Linked DNA regions of Mus musculus: region 2 is linked to region 1. A link is a contact called in public HiChIP or PLAC-seq data. All regions are on one chromosome and are shown on one strand. The core of a region is the stretch at or near the end of the contact, and the rest is flanking DNA. Distances in the headings are between cores, read along the strand shown. Region 1 has its middle 110 kb from the start of Gm46401. Region 2 has its middle 53 kb from the start of Gm35615.

The links. HiChIP or PLAC-seq counts read pairs in DNA pulled down with a chosen protein or histone mark.
Region 2: a contact with region 1 is called in a FOXA1 HiChIP or PLAC-seq map of pancreatic cancer cells. The contact joins two enhancer-like sites. A contact is called at or near these places in 1 of 15 datasets of contacts at CTCF or cohesin (the NIH/3T3 cell line), 3 of 484 Hi-C or Micro-C datasets (bone marrow-derived macrophages, macrophages and muscle stem cells) and 2 of 115 datasets of contacts at active chromatin or transcription factors (bone marrow-derived macrophages and pancreatic cancer cells).

Annotation. Positions count from the first base shown.
Region 1 is chr13:6,028,463-6,032,089 of GRCm38.p6, forward strand. No RefSeq gene overlaps it. Among named protein-coding and RNA genes, the nearest start is that of Gm46401, 110 kb to the left of the region's middle. Within about 2 kb of position 1,804, at least 67 of the 459 cell types and tissues checked have an H3K27ac peak or open chromatin away from gene starts, as enhancers often do. A contact at or near this core is called in pancreatic cancer cells, where this site is marked.
Region 2 is chr13:6,234,816-6,238,201 of GRCm38.p6, forward strand. No RefSeq gene overlaps it. Among named protein-coding and RNA genes, the nearest start is that of Gm35615, 53 kb to the right of the region's middle. Within about 2 kb of position 1,881, at least 15 of the 459 cell types and tissues checked have an H3K27ac peak or open chromatin away from gene starts, as enhancers often do. A contact at or near this core is called in pancreatic cancer cells, where this site is marked.

The DNA.
Region 1 (3,627 bases), core at 554-3,053:
ATGGGGAAAGGCTTCAGCTGGAAATGTGCCTGTCACATCACACAGATATGAGGGCATTCGTACAGATACCCCAGCACCCATATGAAAGATTGGGCATGGTGCCATGTTTCAGTAATGACGGTGTTAGAGTGCAGCAGACACAGGACAATTGCTGGAGCTAGCTGACCACTCAGTCCAGCTGAGGCAGTGAGATTCAGGGTCAGTTAGAGACCTCAAGGCAAAGAACACTCGGGGAATATATCTACTGCCAACCTTTGGCTCTACACTTAATGCTCACACCCTTGCAAACACACACACACACACACACACACACACACACACACACACACACACAGTAGAAGTGGTGAGAGAGAGAAGAGAGCAGGAAAGGGGAGGGAGAAAATGTTTGTACTTAGAGTAGCTTCAGAGTTTGTGCCTTGCCTTATCCCAATGAGGATCAATGATGAGCCACATCAAAAATCCCTTTGTTCCTCTTCAATGGCAGGCTATTTGTATTAAATCCAAGCAAGAGCAATAGCACGCCCAGCACAACCCCTTTGCATAATCTTATATAGGATTAACAGGGTTAAACCTAGAACACCAGGGATGACTTTGCCCTTGAGACACACCTGTGAGTGAAACTGCCAAGCTGCCAGGGCAATCATTGTAAAACAGGGTTACACTTGAGCTATAGAGTTAACTGACAAGTTGGTGCAGAAGCAGTCGAAACTTCGCTCTTGCCAGGAAAGAGATCTGCAGAAACTATGAATAGAAGAGAAAAAAAAAAAAAGTTCAAGGTAAATGGAGCTGTTCGGCCTGAAGAAAGGCTGATTGTTTTTGCAAAAAAAAATTTCCCCACAGACTTGGCAGCAATTAACAGAGAAGTGATAACCAAGGTAAGAGAATGGAGATTTCAGATGAATATGTAAAAGACTAAAGTCATGTTTAATGCAAAGAAGTAAGCAAACAGTAGAAATAATTAAAAGCTGTTAAGGCATATGTCTGTTGGCTGACACATATGTTATTAGACTACAAGACTATATGGCCAGTTGCTTCTAAGAATTTGTCTTTGCCACAAACCATTCCAATGAGTAATAATGTACAATAACATTTGGTATCCATGAGGCACTGTCCATCCAGTCCGTCAGAGTTTCCATCCTCGGTGTTGCTCTTCAGCAGCCGGCTAGGTTATGACATCAACTGTGGAAGCAATTCGCCTCTGCCTTTTCCAAAGCAGCTGCCTTTGGTTACCTGTTTCAGCCAGCTATTAATTGTCTGCAGATGGAGGTTGTGACACAGGGGTGGCCCCTTTCTGCCAGTCATCGAGCTCAACATCTGGATCGCACCCCACCAACTCTTCTTTAATATTGGCCATTAAGGGATAAAGAGAGAAATGGCTGCTGGCTTTGTTTATTTATTTTAATCTCCGATTCAGTTCCTTCCACTTCTCTCCTTCCTCCTTCCTCATTCTCTTTCTCTTCCTCTTTCTGTTTCCTACTTACTCTGCTGATCCTCTTCCTCCTTCTTTTCTCCTTTCCACCCTTTCCTCCTTTGTCCCCTCCTCCTCTTCTTTCTCATTCTCTCTTTCTTTTCTTTTCCCTCCGATATTTTTCCCTCCTGTCTTCCTTCTCCCTAGACAATCACAGGCTGTGTTATCAGATTAACTTCCAACTACCTGGAATGCCAAAGTAGAAAATAGAAAACCTCAGAGTAACAGCCAACCATAAAGTAAGGTCTGGTTGATCACTGCAAGATTGGTATGAGTGTCTGTTACAGTCCTGCAGTTCTCTGGACTCCTGACATGTGGTTTCCATAAGGTCAAGGAGATTCCATGAGCCTCTGTCATCACTCCTATTCCACCATTTGGGAGGAGGGAGGGCAAGGAGAGGGTGTCTCTTCCATTTAAGGAAGTTTTTTGGAAGCTGTAATTTTACTCCTACCCACCCAGTAGGTGGGACTTAGTCATCTGTGTAAACCTGGCTATAGGGAACTGGTGAATGTGCTCTTTATCGGGGTAGCTATGCAGCTTCTTACAAACCAGAGGCTTCCTTACTGCGAAGCAGAAAGACAAATATTGCAGAACTTCTGGTTACACCTACAATGTGGCCTTCAAAGGTCCCAAAATAAATATAGTATGGATGTTTGTTAACTTAGACAATTGACTAGCTCGAACTTACAATAATTCCTATTGTAAAGTGGTCCCTGAGTTCCCACCAGAAAGGACAGACAAACACCAATTTTAGATAATTTATTCATGATATGCTGTAATCCTTCACAAATGCACTTTGTTTCAAGAAGCTCTTGATGTACTTTGTTAGTACTAAGAAGTTATATGAATTTAATCACTAATTTACATTTTCAAAGTACCTGTCCCATAAGATCATTTAATTCAATATATTATTTTATAATATATTTTATGAAATAATTATTGATTTCTAATAGTTATCAATAGCACCATTGTTCACAGATATGCTGATATCAACCAGTTCTGCAATTGTCAATTGTTTCCTAAGGTCACTCAACAACCACTATAAAGGTTGCAATAAACTAAAATGAGGCTTTGCATGGTTCAAGTAATGAGCTGATAAATTTTACCTCCCCACCTGAACTGAGAGTTTACAGAGACTAGAAAATGAGTTTGTTACATAGAAGTCAAGTGCCATAACTACTCTGAAAAATCCAACAGGACGGGAGTGGTGTCACTGTGTTCCATGATACAGTGAAGATGGCCACCTTGAGAGACTATGGAGTAGAACATAGTGATGCATCAGATAGTAGCTCTTGTAGTTATCTGTGAAGAACATGAGCCCAGAAGAAGTTGAAACCTCTACTATCATATTAGATTTAAGTGTGTGTGTGTGTGTGTGTGTGTGTGTGTGTGTAGAACTACAGTTCTTTGGGCTATGTATCATGCTCTCTTGAGAAAATTTGTTTCTAAGAACAATAGAGAATCTCAAGAACAGGAACCAGGAATGCCATTTTTTCAAAGGATCCAGGAAGACTCTGAGACTTGACATCACTCCTTGGATGAAAATTTGGGAAAAGTTGGACAAAACATTTGAAAATATCCCCTCACTATTTTGAGGATGTATTCCAAATCAACTTATTCACAGACCTTCATCAACACTGGGTAGAAGACTGGAGAAAATGTCATTATAAGAATTATGACCAAATGGTTTTTGCACTCTCTTTTACAGCTTTACCCTATTTTCTTTATAACTCGTATGTTGAAATGTATGTCTCTAGCTTAAAGTTTCCTAATATATCTACACCTCTCTCTTCTCTTGTGCCCACTTCAATAAGCAAGCTCCTAGATCCAGCATACCATGCTGCCTCCTGCCACTTTTACAAATGTACAGTTGATCCCCTGAATCAGGATTTAAGACTAAAATTTGGCAGGGAACTCAGCAGCCCATTTATTAAGTGCACAGGTTATCAAGGGTATCAGTTACTTTATATATCAAAATCTGAAAAGGTACTCCCACTGACACCCACCCATGCCTTACTAACTTTAATCATATATCGTGTTCAAAGATGAGAATCCTAGCCTAGATGAATGGGAAATTTATGTAAGGTGATCTTACTCTATTTCTGAAATTAGAATTTACTTACAGTACTGTCTAGCAAGCTGTGCGTTGACATATTTAC
Region 2 (3,386 bases), core at 631-3,130, 210 kb after region 1:
TTTGAAGAACATTTTAGTGTCCTTAAAATTAAAACAAGGTAGAAAACTGAAACTACCAGCTTTTTGTATAATTTAAATGAGACTTCAATTTAACTCAAATGTTTGCTACTGATTCTAATCTACTATAATTTCTACTTGGCTGATACCTTGTAGGAAAACCTGCTTGGTAAATTATTAGCTTTCTAAATCCTCCAGAGCAAGAAAGCAAAGCTGATATGAATACCTGTTGCTGTAATGCTTGAACTCCTGTCAAGTCTAGCTTTGCTTTGAGCTTTCACTTTCAGGCATTTAGAATAGACAACTGCTTTAGTCCCCTGATGTTGTTCTATAGAGATGATTATAGCGTAAGGCAGTTATAATAGCCAAGACTGTAGACAAGATACTCTTGAAAAGAACATTTTTTTTTTTTTTGCCCAGCAAGCTACTGAGAATATACTCACTGGCAGTTTAAAGAATCTTTTGGATTATAAAATAGATAATTATGTAGAGATGATAGCTGGGAACACAGTTTACTCTAACTCGGGTTTTACCTTGGTATTTCCACTTCTGACTTACATTCTCAAGAAATGAGCAGTAGAAGAAATGTACAAAACCTAACTGGAGCTAAGAAAGTGACTGGGTGTATTTTTGACATACAATCCTGAGGACATGAGTTCTATCCCAAGAACCTAGGTAAGGGTAGGCTTGGTAGAGCATGATTGCAATTCCAGTACTCCAACTGTGAGATGGAAGTTGAGGTCAGGGAAATCCCCAAAGGCTAACAGGCTTTCTGATACCCTGACCTACACAGCTGACAGTGACAGGAAGCGCTGCCTTAATCAAAGTAAAAGGTCACTTCTGACTTCCAGTGCACATTTCATGATGTGTGCATGGTTCCCCCCCTCACATCCCCCAAAAATACTTACTTGAGTGATGCCCTTTGAAAAAACTTACATTATGGCTGAATAGTTATATCCTTGGTCCTGCCACTCAAACCACAAATATGGGAATAATGCCTTCTGCTCCATATTGAAAAAAAAAAAAAAAAAAAAAGAGCTCTTTGTAAATCATCATGTTTCTCTAGTGATGTATGCACATCAATACCATCCTGTACTACCATATTCAATGTTTCTGAAGAGATGGGACCTAGTTCATGCTACTATTTTGTTGCCGAAGCTACAGTGCTGTGTTTTCAGTCCATTGGGAGTATCTGACCAGGCACTCCACAAAATTCAAGGAAGATGTGAGACTTACTAGAAAGTAATTCTATTAAGAAATGTCTGAATGATTAACCCATTCATCAATGGGTTAGGTTGTCTTGCTGTTGTTTTTCATAAAATCAACCTGTTGCTTTAAGTAGTCTATGATCACATTACTGAGAAAACAAACAAATACATTTCAAACAAAAAAATTTACTAATACAAGGCACTCAAAAAATGAAGGTCAGTTGTGGTTGACAAGAAGTTGGAAAGGTAACTATCAGTGGAACTGAGCTTCATACTGTAGTAGAGGCATTGAATATCAGAATAATTCTGATGTCTTTCCTGAGATTTGAGGTATATTTTTGAGAGCATGGGTATTGGCTGCTGGGTAGGTAGGGAGGATCTGGGAGGAGTTTCTGGAAGGGAAAACATGGTCAAAATATATTCTATGGAAAAAAGCATTTAAGAAGAGGAGGGGGAAGAAGAAAGAAGAAGAGGATCCGGAGGAGACGTCAGAAAATGACCATTATGCTAGATTTTGTGTTTCTGAACTTACACAACCCGAAGCACAGCCTTTCAGCTGCTGGAAGCTGTTAGGGTATTACACTGTACATTGAGCATCCCTTAGATGCTGTGCAGGAGAGTCCGTACTGTTACTCCTGCTGAGCAGGAAGCCAGCCCACATACCTTTGCATCCCGACCCTTTTCCTACATCCTTTAGCGTATCAGCTACCGCCCATGAGTCACTCAACAAACAGGTACAGAGGTCTTGTTCACTTTGTGGCTTAGGAGAACATTCCAGCGTCTCTGGTAAGGAAGACCAGAGTCTAACCCCAAAGTTTTAAATGGCTAGAATTACTAGTAGTGACTGAATGTTACGATGTTAAGATGGTATCTCAAGTTTCCTTCTAATGCACCTCGCTGCCTATTTCTACATAAATTTCTCCCTAAATTCCAGAAGATACCATGCTTCTGAGAAAAGTAGCCTAGTCTTGCAGGAAACTGCCACGTTTCCTGCTTCTTTTTATTAATCATTGTGTGGAAACAGAAAATAGCAAAATAAATAAGTACATAAATAAATAACCTCTCTGTTATGTCCTAGTTCAGCTCTGACCAGGAAAACTTTCATTATGAAAATGAGAGCATTGGGGAAAGTACATTGCTGTTAATTTTATTGTATTTCCAGGTTGGATGTCACTGCATACCTGTACTTTTACGGGCAAATCTTCTACAGTCATGCTTATAGAATAGGGCCAACTCTCATAATCAGGTCTGATTTGCCCTGTGAATCAGGAGAACATTCCAGAAGAACAAGAAGCTCCCAGGGGCTCTAACTACTCGGATAACTGGAAGACCAACTTAGCTGTGTGGTCAGTCCTTAAGTCCACATATTCCTTGAGTAAGGCACAGTTATGCAAGAGCTACAAAAGGACAAAATGTATACGACATAGAGTCATCCTTCTTCTCTTGCTAAGTGATGAAATGTTGACAGTGTTCTCTCCCACAATCTTGAAAGCCAATGATAGGTGTGGTTTTTAAGGGCAGGCAAGCTGTAAATCTACAGCACTACAGTAGGCATGCAGTGGGTACTGGGCATCTGGGCACCATCAGGACATAATTAACTCTCTGCAGAAGAGATGCAAGCTACCTCCTTCATTTCTAGAGACCAGACCTGAAATCTGGATGCAGATGAACTCTGTTAACTGTGATAAAAAGATGGAATATTCATCTCACCAGGAGGGGAAGTAGCTTTCTCATCCATCAATGCTTTATTCCTGAACAAAATTGAACTGCCAAACCTCAGTGTGTTAAAACAGTGATGTACCCCTTGATAAATGAAGAATGGAGGATTAGAGGTTTGGGTCTTCCAAACTGAGATGTCTCCCAAAGTTCAGATCCTCAAAATGTGACTATGTTTAATCATATGTTGAAAACTAAATGCAACTGTTGGCTGAGCTGAGGAAGTGTAGCTTGTAGAAGCTATAATGCCTTCCATTCTCTTACTACCCACCGCAGACATCACAGAGAATTTTTTTTTAAATTAGGTATTTTCCTCATTTACATTTTCAATGCTATCCCAAAGGTCCCCCATACCCACCCCCCCAATCCCCTACCCACCCACTCCCCCTTTTTGGCCCTGGCGTTCCCCTGTACTGGGGCATATAAAGTTTACAAGTCCAATGGGCCTCTCTTTGCAGTGATGGC